2 separate regions of the Mus musculus genome follow, and region 1 is linked to region 2. A link is a contact called in public promoter capture Hi-C data. All regions are on one chromosome and are shown on one strand. The core of a region is the stretch at or near the end of the contact, and the rest is flanking DNA. Distances in the headings are between cores, read along the strand shown.

Region 1 (6,776 bases), core at 3,425-5,924, 800 kb before region 2:
AGTCAGCGTAGTCATCTCTCCAGCCCCCAGCAAGTGATCTTTAGCACTGAGCCAACTCACCAACCCTTTTTAATTTAATTAATATTTTTTCTTTTTTGTTGTTTTTTTTTTTTCGAGACAGGGTTTCTCTGTATAGCCCTGGCTGTCCTGGAACTCACTTTGTAGATCAGGGTAGCCTCCAACTCAGAAATCCGCCTGCCTCTGCCTCCCGAGTGCTGGGATTAAAGATGTGTGCTACCACCGCCCGGCTTTTAATTAATTTTTTGAGACAGGGTCTTACTAAGTATTCCTTGCTGGCCTGGAGCTCCATATGTCGTCCAAGCTGGTCTTGAACTCACAGAGATCTGCCTCTCTCTGCTGCCCAAGTGCTAGGATTTAAGGCATCTCCCACCTCCCCCAGTCTTCCCCAAGCCAAATGATTACACTAAAGGAAACTCTTTACTCCTTTATTATTTCCGTTTTCTCTTTAAAGACAGGCTTACTATGTAGTTCAGCCTAGTCGGCCTACAAAGTTACCAAGGATCCTCCTGCCTCATTCTCTCAAGTGCTGGGATTCCAAGTCTGTGTCATGTCCAGCTCTATTTTACTTTTTATTGTGCTCATTAATGGTCTAGAAGAGGAAGTCATTGAAAATGCTACTACCACAGGTTTACGAGTGCAAATTAGCCGCTGAACTTTCTCCATCTGAGATACAGTCCGTAAAGAGCCACCATAATACAGTAGAAATTCAGCTATATGGACTCAATTTGCTTCCTGACTTTTTCAAGAGCCTTTCTGTCCAGTTGTCGCTGACGAACGATGACAAGGCAGGCGAAGACTAAAGCTACAGCCACCACAACGCCTTCAAATTTCCAGAATAAGTGTTGTTCCAGTAGAGCCGAACGGCAGCTGAGGGCAGAAAAGGACAGTCACTCCCAGGGAAAGTCAGTTTCTCTTAATTACCATTCTTCATGGCAGCCCACCCAAAACACTATCTGAAAATAAGAGAAACTAGTTAGTCTGTAGTTAATCTGTAGCCTCCGATGAGATAAACAGAGCAGCATTAACCAGTTTGATTGCTTTTTTTTTTTTCTGATAAAGTTTCACCGGGTGCTGGTGGTGGTGGTGGTCCATGCCTTTAATCCCAGCACTGGGGAGGCAAAGGTAGAGAGATCTGAGTTCAAAGCCAGCCTGGACTACACAGCAAGTTCTAGGAGAGCCAGATCCATACAAAGAAACCCTATCTCAAAAACAAAACAAACAAAAAAGTCTCAGGTAGTTCAAGCTGCCCTTGAACTCCCAACTCCCCTGCCTCCACTTCCCAAATGCTAGGATTATAAGGTGTACTACCACGCCCAGCTCTTCTTCCTTTTTTAAAAAGAAGTTATATTTGTTTTTTATATTTTGTGTGTGCATACTCATGCCAAGGAAGAGGTTGCCATTGTCCCTGTCTGAAAACACACACACACAAACACACACACACACACACACAAACAACCAATTAGAAGACAACTTGCTGAAATGAGTTCTATACTTCTAGCATCCATATGTGTGCTTAATGCCCAAGGAGGCCAAAAGAGGGTGCTGGCAGATACCTGGGAACTGGAGTCAGACCAACTTTGTAGGTGCTGAGAACTGAAACAGGGTTCTCTGCAATAGTGCTAAGTGCCTTCAATCACTGAAGCATCTAATCAGGCTCTCTTAGAAATATGTCTGCCGGGGCTGGTGAGATGGCTCAGTGGGTAAGAGCACCCGACTGCTCTTCCAAAGGTCCAGAGTTCAAATCCCAGCAACCACATGGTGGCTTACAACCATCCGTAACGAGATGACTTACATATAATAATAAATAAATCTTAAAAAAAAAAAAAAAAGAAAGAAATATGTCTGCCTCTGCCTTCTGAGAGTGCTGAGATCAAAGATGTGTGTTATCACACCTGGCTTTGCTGCCTGCTTACTTGAGAATAGGTACTTATGATATAGCCTTGACCCACTAAACTCCTCCCCTACATAGACCAGGCTGGTGTTGATCTCAGCCTGCTTCTGCCTCCTGAGAGCTGGGAGTCAAGGAATAACCCACCCTAGCACTTTACTAATGGGCTACATTCCCCATGTCCTGACCAAATTATTTGATCAGAGAATATAACCAATAACATAGTGCTGAAGACCGGGGTTAGGAACTAGGGGTAATCTGGCTCCCCTCTCCTCCTCTGCCAAACTACACCAAGACTGGGAGATAGCTTCCTAATAGGATCAGAAGAGGTTACCACAGGGTAGAGAAACAACTCTTACCTTTTGAATTCATTCCTCTTAGATGAGCTGCATGTGATTTTTTCCACATACCCTGTAGAACCACACTCAGGTGTTGTTTTCTACCAAAAGAAATATCCAAAAGCACATTAGGAAGAAGTAAACAAGAAACAGAAGGCCTGCGGGCCAGAAAGAGCCAGAGCTGGCGGAGGACAGCACAGAGCTAATAGATGGTGGAGGTGGTTGGTGGAAGGAGGAACAATTACGACATAAAGAGAAATTCCAGAATTTATTATGTATTAAAAATTATGGTGAGGCTATGCCGGGGCCTGGCAAACACAGAAGTGGATGTTCACAGTCAGCTACTGGATGGAACACAGGGCCCCCAATGGAGGAGCTAGAGAAAGTACCCAAGGAGCTACAGGGGTCTGCAACCCTATAGGTAGAACAACAATATGAACTAACCAGTCCCCCCGGGGCTCGTGTCTCTAGCTGCATATGTATCAGAAGATGGCCTAGTCGGCCATCATTGGGAAGAGAGGCCCCTTGGTCTTGCAAACTTTATATGCCCCAGTACAGGGGAACGCCAGGGCCAAGAAGTGGGAGTGGGTGGGTAGGGGGGTGGGGGGGAGGTGGAGAGGGTCTGGGGGACTTTTGGGATAGCATTTGAAATGTAAATGAAGAAAATACCTAATTAAAAAAATAAATTAAAAAAATTTATGAACAGAGCAGGACACTGCCATCAGTGTGGAAAAGGCCTATTTTCAGAGGGAAATTAAGTTCAAGTTTGAGGGCTGCTGAGATGCCTCTGTGGGTAAAGATATCTGTAGTGAAGATTAGCAAATTGCATCTATGTGGTGGGAAGAGAGAAAGTTGTCCTCTGACTTCTGTGGCACATGACCCACAGAAAACGAATACAATGTTCAAAACCAGCCTGGCCTACATGGTGAGTTGTTCCAGACCAGACAGTGCTACATAGTGAGACACTGTCTCAAAATAAAATAAATAAATAAAATGAGGGCTGGAGATATGGCTCGGTGGTGAAGAACACTGGTTGCTGGTTGCTCTTAGAGAGAACAGGGTTCCATTCCCAGCACCCACATTGGAACTCAATCTTTTCTAACTCTGATTCTAGGAGATCTGATGACCTCTTCTGGATTTTTAGGGCATCTCTCCCACCCCAAATACATATGCAAGCAGGCAAAATACCTATATACATAAAATGAAACAGACCAAAAAAAAAAAAATGATTTGAGCATAACCTAAGAGTCTGGGAAGAAAGGAAGAAAGACACATTAATGGCATGCTTTTGGTTTGGTTTGGTTTGGTTTGGTTTGGTTTTTCGAGAAAGGGTTTCTCTATGTAGCCCTCCCTGGCTGTCCTGGAACTCACTCTGTAGACTAGGATGGCCTCGAACTCAGAAATCCTCCTGCCTCTGCCTCCCAAGTGCTGGGAATAAAGGTGTGCACCACCACTGCCCAGCCATTAATGGAATGCTTACCAAAACAACAAACAAACAACCCAAATACTCACAATCTGGAAGTTAGAACACGGAGTACACTCTTCAGTCACCACAAACTCTTCTGCCAACCAACATGGCGAAGTTGAAGTGCTCACTAAAAGGAGAGAGAGAAAAACGGCCAGCCGAAGACCATTCAAAAAACATTTCTCTCAAAGGCTCTGCCCATCTAGCTTCCCAACACAGTGCTTGCCCTCATTCCATGTGGCACCTTATTTTTCTGTGTTCTGGGTATACTAAAAAGACATTAGAAACAAGCCATAGAGGTACAGGGTTCTCGGGCAATCACCCACCTGATAGCTTCTCCTCGCGCACCGGAGCCTCTGCCTCGCTGCAGGAAGGGGAAGGGGGTAAGAACAACAGTGAGCTCGCAGAAGACAGCGCATACCCACTTTGGACGTCTGTGGATGAGGTGTCCTGGTTTCTGGGGCGTAGACTATGGGGTTCGCCTGCGATCTCCTTTCCTCTCCCCAGTACCCACTTACCAGAGTTTTAAGGTGAAAGCGCACAGCAGCCAACAGAGGTGGCCGGCCCGGGGGAGGCCACGCCTCCCCGCGCCCGCGAGCATGGAGCGGTCAGGGTCGCACCTGTTGCAGCAGACCTCCCTGAGGTTCCAGCTCCGAGCAGCCAGATGCCAGAGTTCTCAGTCTGGGCCAACTAGAGCGCTATAGGAACGGCCTCGTGACCACAGCGAGAATAATCCATGCGGGTGTCTTGCTAGAAGCACGAGGTCTTTGTGGGGACGCAGGCGTCCGGGAAAGGGGTACGCGGGTCCGGACCTAGTGCCCGTGCCCCTCGGCCTCGGTCTCGGGAGCGGCCATCTTGCTCGCGGAGGCTCCTGGTCCCGGCACTGGCGACGCCGACTCTTCCCGGGTGCTCTCGTCTGTTTGCTGCTGTTGTCGTTCCGGACTCGGTGGCAACTGCATCTCACTGCGTTTGCGCAGGATCACGCGACTCTTCAGCTGGGCGCCGCGCGGCAGTGTGGTCCTTGTAGTGTTTGCAGAGCCGGCGGGACCGGTGGTAGAGGCGATCTCATTTGTTCTGGGTTCGCTTCTCCCTGATAACACAGCTGCTTGTCTGTTTAGAACCAGGAGAGCCGGGAGGAATAAAAAGGGGCCAAATGCCGCTCTGTCTGTACTTGGGTCCTTCATCAAAACTTTGGGCTCACCATTAGGTGACACCCTCCCCATTTCTGGTTTAACACCCTGGCCATCCTTGACACCTTGGGTTCCGGAAATCTGATGGGAAGAGAAACTGCATCGCATTTGAAACTTGCTCTTGTCCCTGGACTCCCACCCGACTCTACGCAAATGAACGGTGTCTGTTTCCCCTTCTGTGAGTGTGAAACTGCTTCACAGAGCTATTCCTTTGAAAAACCTCAGTAGTTCTCACCTCGTCCTTGCTCCTACAAATAAGGAAATGATCTCAAGGCTAAGAGCACAGATTTTTAATATTTATTTGGTTGGTTGGTTGATACTTATATTTTTTAATTTTATGTTGCTGTTGTTGTTGTTATTATTTTGAGGAAGGGTTTCTCTGTGTAGTTCTCTCCTGGAACTTGTTTTGTAGACCAAGCTGGCTTCAAGACCCAAGAGCTGGGATTAAAGGCCTGTCACCTCTTTACCTGATTAGAGCGTAGAGATTTTAAATTGAAAGTATTATTGGAATTAGATTTAGGAGCTTGTCAGCGACTCGATTGGTGGTGTGGTGGCTCAAGCCTTTAGTCCTAGTACTCAGGAGGTAGGTAGAGTTTGAGACCAGCCTTGAAAACATAGCAAGTTTCAGGCCAGCCAGAATTAGATGATGACAGAATTGAATTTCTGTCCAGAAAGAAACAAAGGAAGGAAGAAAGAAAAAAAAAAGAAAGAAAGAAGAAAGAGAGAGAGAAAAAAATCTGTTCTTCTGAAGAGGTGGCTCAGTAGTTAAGAGTCTAGATGGTCTTCCAGAGGATCCAGGTTTGATTCCCAGCGCCCACAGGGACTCAAACCTACAGTTAGTTGCAGGAGGTTACACACTCTCTTTTGGACACCACCGGTACCAGACATGCACAGGATGTACACCAAAGCACACACACAAACACACACACACACACACACACGAAATAATTTTTTTTTTTTTTTTGAGACAGGGTTTCTCTGTGTAGTCCTGGCTGTCCTGGAACTCACTTTGTAGACCAGGCTGGCCTCGAACTCAGAAATCCACCTGTCTCTACCTCCCAAGTGCTGGGATTAAAGGCATGCGCCACCACTGCCCGGCGAAATAATTTTTTTAATAAAAAAATTCTTCCCTGGGATGTGACTAAGATGTTAATCTTGCTGGGCATGGTGGCACAGCCCTTGAATGCCAGCACTCAGGGGGCAGAGGCAGGTAGATCTTTGAGTTTGATGCCAGCCTGGTTTACAGAGTAAGTTCCAGGACCACTAGGGCTAATCAGAGAAACCATGTTTAGAAAAACAAAACAAGAAGCTGGTATTTTCCTTGGGGGTCACTGTCTTTTTGCTGCTTGAATTTAAGGCAGGGTCTTAATGTGGAGCACTGGTTGCCCTTCAGCCTGTAGCAGCTCTGCCTTTGCCTCCTACATGTCGACTCCAGAGTAAACAAGACCCTATCTCAAAAACTAAGTAAATCAATGAAGTAAAAAGAAATAAATAATTCCAGATTTGAGGTAGACCAAATGTGCCAAAGTTTATCTAGAGCCTAGCGTTAGTGGCACATTCCTTTAATTCCAGCATTTGGAAGGCAGAGGCAAGTGGATCTCTGAGTTCAAGGCCAGCCTCCTCTACAGAGCAAATTCCAAGACAGCCAAGAGCTGCACAGAGAAACCTTGTTGGAAGGGAGGGAAGGGAGGGAAGGAAGGAGAGGGGAGGGAGGGAGGGAGGGAGGGAGGGAGGGAGGAAGGAAGGAAGGAAGGAAGGAAGGAAGGAACTTTACTGAGGCAGTATCTCACAGGGCTACAGCTGTGTCGTTTTGGAAGTTAACCTGATTTTCTGTGTTACTCAGAAAAGTGTGGCTGTCCCTTTTCTATCTCTGT
Region 2 (6,934 bases), core at 3,307-5,806:
CTTCGCGGTCAAGCTGGGCACCTCCGACTCTCAGGAGGGCCACACCCAAGCCTGCCTTCCCCACCCATTTGAGGAATGGACTTTTGGGTTAGCTGGAAAGAAGAGCAGCTGAGAGAGGCTCCTGATCAGGCCTCGATCCCATCTCTGGCAGGGAGTGCTACAAAACCAAAAATAAACCTAGCCTAATTGCTGGATCGCCAGGCCCACGATGACATCGCAGGATAAAAAAGACTAAGCAGACCACTTCAGGTTCTTCCAGCTTGCGGTACCATGGCTTTGAGGGTCCTGCTGCTCGGCCCCATGTCCCCAAAGCCATGGCAGGGCCTCCCTTGGATCCTTTCATCAGGGGAAGGAGTGAGGTATAAGGGCTTCGTGCCTTCCCAAATGTTTTCTGGAGACAGAGGATATGAGGGCACCAAGAGCTGAAAAGTAGCACTGTCCCACTGTGCACCAGATTGGGGGGGGTTACACCTGCAGTCCAGACTTCTAGGGGAGCCCCAACTTCAAATACTCTGGTCACTCAGACCACATATACCAATTTTTGGCAAAACATGGTCACTGAGAGAAACAACCACAAGAGAAGCTGAGAGAGGACAATGACTTTGGTATGAGGAAGACGTCCTCTCAGCATCTCTTACCTACAGTCTTGAAGCCCAGACAACTGCCCTAGTCAGGAACTCTCCTATTTCCTCAAGGTATTTGGTGCTCCGAGGGGAATGGAGTAAGTCAGGTGCAGGGGAAGCAAAGGGACACAGAGAAAAAGAAAGAAATCCCCATTTGTCTCCTGAACCCAAGGAAAGGGGCTCTACCTCAGGGAGCCAAGGAACCTTGAACATTCGACTCCAAGAGCTACAGCAGCAGCCATGGGGCTATACAGGTATTGTAGGCACGGGTGTTGGGGTCATCTGCGCACAGGACATCCTTGCTCTCTAAAACTTCCTCCAGCCCATTTTCTCTTGCAGCCTCTGGTTAGACTCTAGGAATGGCTCTGCTCAACCAGGCTTTAGCTTCCTGGATCTCTGAAGGTACTCAGTGCACAAGTTCCCAGAAAAAAACAAAAACAAAACCAACAACAACAGAAGACAAGCAACCCAGGCTTTTCTGCCTGTCCGCCTCAGTTCCTTTTCTGCTTCCAGGAAACATGTTTCTGCTCCATGGAGATGGGATGCCAGTGGTGGAAGACAAGGAAAGAAAGAGAGCCACTCTGCAGGAGCACGGTGGAAAAGGTGCACTTTCCCAGGCCATGGTACTAGAGTCACCCATCGTTAGCAGCCACCAACTGGCCCATGCCCTCTCGGATGTAGACAGACTGGATCTCCTTGGTCTTGAGGCAAAGATCACAGGCCCAGACGGCAGAGGCCTCGGTGGTCAGCAGGCCGTAGGCACTCTCGGTCATGCCGGTGCACTCGCGGTGAAACCACTTCTGGCAGGAGGCCTCACACAGAATGGCATCCTGGTCATCATTTACCTCACTACGGCAGGCACCGCAGGGGTACACCAGGCCTGGGGGAGGCTGGGGCCCTGAGCCTCCCCCTGCCTTGCCGGGGGGTGCCAGACTGTTGGCATCTGGAGTGCCCCCACCTCGACCACTGCTGCTAGGGGGGAAACTGGGCTGATTCCCATTGACAGCAGCAGCGGGGGAGCCCGAATGGGGCTCCTGGGGAAAGGCGGTGGGAGCCGGTGGGTTCAAGGGCTTCCCACCATCCTCACCGCCAGGGCCAGGAAAACCAGGGTCTGGACCAGGGAAGGGACTTGTGTTGGGGGGCAGGCTGGGGAGTCCCTGACCAGGTCTCTGAAGAGAAGGACCAAAAGGTGCTCCTGGTTGGGTAAAGCGTTGGGGGAGAGGAGGAGGACCCAGCTCCCCTCTAGGAGGCTGTCCCATGGTCGGTGAGATCATGGGACCAAATCCGCCTACTGGGCCTGGCATCACCTGCCCACCAGGTGGGCTAAAGTTTTGGCCCAGAGACTGGTTGAAGGGTTGACTGGGAAAGTTCATGTTGCCAGGGGGCGGGTAGCCAGGGCCCTGAGGGGGCATATTAAAAGCTGGACCCATAGGGTTGGGGGGAAAAGGAGGGGGCTGCCGACGAAGTGGCTGGGGACCCCCTCCTCCTCCAGTGCCGTAGCCTGGGGGTACCTGGCCTGCCATGCCCCCCTGTACACGAAAGCCTCCAAAGGGCACCGGACTGCCGAGGAACGGAGGGCCTGCGCCCCCCACTTTAGGGGCTCCGAAATCATCCTCAAAAGGGTTAGAAGCGACCAGATGATCCACCATGGGGGTCGGGGGTGGGGCGAACTCCGTCAGATGTGAATATGCAGGACCCTGGTGAAAACAGGAAGAAGATGGGAGACAGAGGCCAACAAGGAGAGCACCGCAGACACAACACACTCTTTGGAGGCTGACGCAGCTCAGATCCAAACCTCTGGCTGACCTTAGACACGCTAGAGGGTGCAAGGCAAAGCCCATGGTGCAACAACCCCACGGTGCAACCGCATTGTTTAAAAAACCAAAACTCCAACAAGGCAGATAGGGTTGGAGGGATAGCTCAGTGGTTAAGCACCAGAGTGATTCCTAGTACCCATGTTGGAGGGATCACATCTCTGGCCTCTCACACATCATATAGCTAAATGCAACAACAACAACAACAACAACAACAATAATAATAAATATCAAAAATCACAAAAAATACAAAACCCAGGTCTGACCTCAAAGTAATTACTTTTTAAATTTTTTAAATTTTGAGACAGTATCTTTTATAACCCAGGCTGACCTTGAACTTCTCACTGTCCTCATCCCCCTACCTCTGTTTCTGGGATGTATATATCTGGTTTATAAGGTCCTGGAGTTTGAACTCATGGTTTTGTGCACAATAGGTAGGCTGGCACTCAGAATATTTGTTTGTTTGTTTGTTTGTTTGTTTGTTTAGAGTTTCTCTGTGTGGCCACCCTGGCTGGCCTGGCCCAGGAAGTATTTAATTTTATAAAACTAGTATTTTCCTCAATTTTTATAATATAAACGGTTAAAGCACTGTAGCATTATGACACTTAGAAAAGATTCAGTAAGCTGAGCCTGGTGATACATGCCAGTCATACCAGCAACAAGAATCCAGGCTGGAGAAATGGCTCACGGGTTTAGGGGCACTTGCAGCTCTTGCAGAAGCCCTGGGTTCTGTTCCCAGCACCCACGTGGTAGCTCACAGATGCCTCTCCTCCAGAGTTCTGGGAAAGGGACCCCGCACTTGTCCAGAGGGTCCCCAGCACTACAGAAACCAGTATGGCGGTGCACATCTGGAATCCCATCACTTTGGTAAGCCAAAGCAGGAATATCATAAAGATCCAAAGCCATCCTTAGCTACACGGCAAATATGAAGCCAGTCTGGGACACAAGAGACCTTGTCTCAAAAAGGAAGGGAAAGGAGCTGGGCTAAACGCTGTCATCAAGACAGAACTAGGATCCGAAAGGAAAAAGAAGGAAGAGTATTTCTGTTTTTTTCTTGACCCTGCACCTGGTGGAAAGCACAAGAGGGCAGCCAGGTACACAGCTAGACAAAGCAGGGGGGGCTTCTACGATACTCCCACCACAGACCCCCATTTACCTGAGTATTGGACTTTCTTCGCTTCTTTTCAGGGCTCTTCATTTGCAGACCTAGAAGAGCAGCAATGGGCAGACGGAGGCAAGTTTTCCCGAGGTTTCTACAAGTCTCTTTCCTCCCAGCCACTCTCCAGACTCTAACTTCCACGTACACTTGCTTACTTATTTAAGAAACAGGGGTGAGATATGAAAAATGGCTAGTATGACTATACTCTCAGCTACGTCTTCCTGCAAATCAAAGATAACCCAATCTCTTGAAACTACCAGGTTTGTCTCAATTCAGTGTCATCCAAAACCTGAAGTGTTCTGTGACACCTGTCTCCAACCACTGACCCTTCTCACCTGAGGCTACCTCCAGGCTCCTAGGCAACCTCCCCCATCCCCCAACCGTTCCATCCGAGGTTCCAGGGTCCCGGGCCTCAACAGCCCCTGCCCTTCTCTGCGCTCTCACCGGCCTTGCCCTGCTTCCTCCCGGTGCTGGGCGGCGCGGGGGGCGGTGCGGGGCCGCTGCCTCCCTCCAGCTTGTCCGGTGGGGGCGGCGCCGAGGCGGCCATGGATTGGGGACCCGAGTCAGCGTCGGCGGGGGATGGAGGCGTCCTCGGGCCGCACCATCGCCCGGAGGGGAGTCAGGGGCAGCGCAGCCCCCCCGAGCAGCAGCAAGCCCTAGCCACGCCGAGGGGGAAAGCACAGAGCCGTTGCACCAACTGCGCGCCTGCTCCAGACTCACCGCCCGCCCGCAGCCACAGCAACCGGAACCGGAACTCCAATGGGTCACCACCACGGAACGCGGTGGGGAGGGAAAGCAGGGAAGGGCCCAGACGCCGCACCCAGGAAGGCTGGGCCTCGCCACGCCACTCCTCCGAAGTGCGCCTGTCGCCGCCCAGCTAGCCCGGTAGCAGAGTGGAACGCACCACTCGACAGGGGCCGTGCGAGCTGCGGGTGGGCCTGGGGGCGGTCCGGACACGCCCCTTCCCGCCGCGAGCCAGTCGCCTTGCAGATACGTCCCTACCGCACAGCCTCGCAGCTCCCCAAATCTCTGCAAACTGGTGCCTGCGGGCTGGCGCTGGCTTGGAGCCCACTGGACCTAGCCCAGATGGGGTCCGTCACCACCTCCCACAGACAGCCCCCATCAATCAGACTTTCCAGAGGAGTTGAGAGGCCGAGGTAAAAGAAATACGAACTTTAATGAAGACTATTTCCCTTTGGTATAAGACATCCAAACCAAAAATTTGGCGACCATTCCTTGTCCAGAAAGCCTACACACAGAGTGAGCTTGCAAGGTTTCTGTGCTGGCTGCAGCTGCCCGAAAGCAGAAGGTAGGATCTAAAACTATCACATCATAGTCCCACAACACTGCTCAGCCAAATTTCTGCTCAGTTGTCTTGGCGAAAAAGAAAAAGGGGGGGGGGAGGAGTGGGGTACAATCCTGTCCTAGTTAAGGCCAGGGAGTAAAATCCCAACAGTTGTTTAAAAAAAAAAATAAAAGTTTGGAAAAGTCATCGAGGTGATGTATAAATGTAATTGATTATCATAATTCTGTGCTCAAAAGTCAGCAATGAAAAACAAAACCAGGAAAATAAATCTACAGCCCTAAAATGTATACATGTTTTTTAAAAAAGAGAGTGCAGTTCCAGACCTGCAAATGGTATTGGGGATTGTCTACTGCTTCAGTCTTATTGCCTCCACAAAACCCACACTGACTGTACACACCCTGGAGGCCCAAGTCAGACGCACACACCTATCCCAAAGGAGGGAGGCAGGATGGGGTTACAGTGAGGGCTATACTTTGGCTGTAGACTATAACACACATGCAAACATGGGAGGAGCAGGCTTGAGAAATGTATACAGACCCCTTGGAGGAAAGGCATTGAGGTCAGGAGGCACTGAGCAAGATGGGTCCAGTCCTGCCCCTCCCCGCTACCATCAGGAAGAAGGCTCTGGGGTAATCGCTCTTTTTGGTTTTTGGAGACAGGTTCTCTCTCCATAGCCCTGGCTGTCCTGGAACTCACTCTGTTGTAGATCGGATGGCCTCACAATTCCTCCTGTCTCTGCCTCCTGAGTGCTGTGATTAAAGGCGTGCGCCACCATATTCAGGCTTGGGGCAATCTCTTAAGGGCTGCACATCCGAAAGGCAGAGCAGATAGCGGCCACTCCTGTCCCTATTCTCCCTAGACACAGGAAGGGGTGCTGAATAGGACAGGGCTCCAGAAGCCAAGGTGGCAGTAACCCCTGTCCACACGTGAAGGGCCTGAGAACTCTGCATTAAGTATCTGCAGACCTATGATAGTCAAAGGCACAAAGTTTAAGGGGAAGCAGAGGGAGTGGGATATGTTATGCGGGATCTGGGGTACCCTGAAGACCCAGGAGTAAACCAGAGGTATAATTATTTCCCTTCCCCCAAAGGGCAGTTGCTCCACTGGGCCTATCATCACAGGGCATTTTCCATTATAAGAACCCACCCTTTGGGGGGGAAGGGCATCAGGTTGGCACAGGCAAGGCCCAGACAAGGGACCACTCTGCACATTAATACTTTGGTGAAGTTTGGCCAGAGGCAGGATGCTACCCCAGGCTCCTTACTGAAACCCTCTTTTTCTCTCTCTCAAGTGGGCACTAAACCCATGTCCTCGTTGCTCCCAGTTCCCACCCAAGGCCAGACCCACAAAACAGAGGTCCCACAAGTTAGAGAATACGGGAGACGGAAATGGAGAGCATCCTGTTGGAGAAGCTGAGAAGGATCACACTTTCCGATCCACGGGTTGCTGTAGGCACAGTTCGCTGCCCGCAGAGATGATGGGCAAGTGATTGTCCATGTGGTAGCTGATCAGGTGACTGACACTCTCAAAGCGGTGATCCTTTGTCCGAACCTGGGAGGCAGGGAGAGAAGGTTGGGTCAAGAGAAGAGCTCAGGAAGACTGAGGAAGGCGGGCCAGCAGCCGTGATTATCCAGGCATCTTTACAGAAAAGACAGTCACATGGGTGGGAATGGGCAGTGAACTGGGCGAAGGGGAAGGAGACCAGAAATCACGGAAGCTGACAGTGAAAATTCTGACTTGAAGGAAGCTGGTGTCTCTCAAAAGTGACACAATGCAAAACCAAGGTGGAAAAAATGCTGAGAAGAGAAAAGAAACTGAGCAGAGCGGTGGCGGCACAGCCTTTAATCCCAGCGCTGGGGAAGCAGGGCAGGCGGAGCGCTTCAGTTCGAGGTCAGCCTGGTCTACAGAGTGAGTTCCAGGGCTACACAGAGAAACCCCGTCTTGAACCTCACCACCACCCCTCCCCTAAAAAAAAAAAGAAGAAAAAGAAAAGAAACCAAGGTTGTATGGAATAGTAAGGCAGGTTAGATTT

What was found. Promoter capture Hi-C pulls out the DNA fragments that hold promoters and counts their contacts.
Region 1: a contact with region 2 is called in a promoter capture Hi-C map of embryonic stem cells, with 2.6 times the contacts expected there. The contact joins the promoter of Jtb here to the promoter of Pygo2 in region 2. A contact is called at or near these places in 2 of 39 promoter capture datasets (embryonic stem cells and erythroid cells) and 1 of 115 datasets of contacts at active chromatin or transcription factors (pancreatic cancer cells).

What each region holds. Positions count from the first base shown.
Region 1 is chr3:90,229,495-90,236,270 of GRCm38.p6, reverse strand. It overlaps Jtb (jumping translocation breakpoint), which reads right to left and starts at 4,674. Exons shown (of 5, transcript NM_206924.2): 1 at 4,231-4,674; 2 at 4,039-4,076; 3 at 3,760-3,842; 4 at 2,269-2,348; 5 at 431-888. The coding sequence starts at 4,313. The coding sequence ends at 732.
Region 2 is chr3:89,427,836-89,434,769 of GRCm38.p6, reverse strand. It overlaps Pygo2 (pygopus 2), which reads right to left and starts at 4,556. Exons shown (of 3, transcript NM_001293768.1): 1 at 4,041-4,556; 2 at 3,594-3,643; 3 at 1-2,320. The coding sequence starts at 4,143. The coding sequence ends at 1,256. It overlaps Shc1 (src homology 2 domain-containing transforming protein C1), which reads right to left. Exons shown (of 12, transcript NM_001113331.2): 12 at 4,741-6,453. The coding sequence ends at 6,325.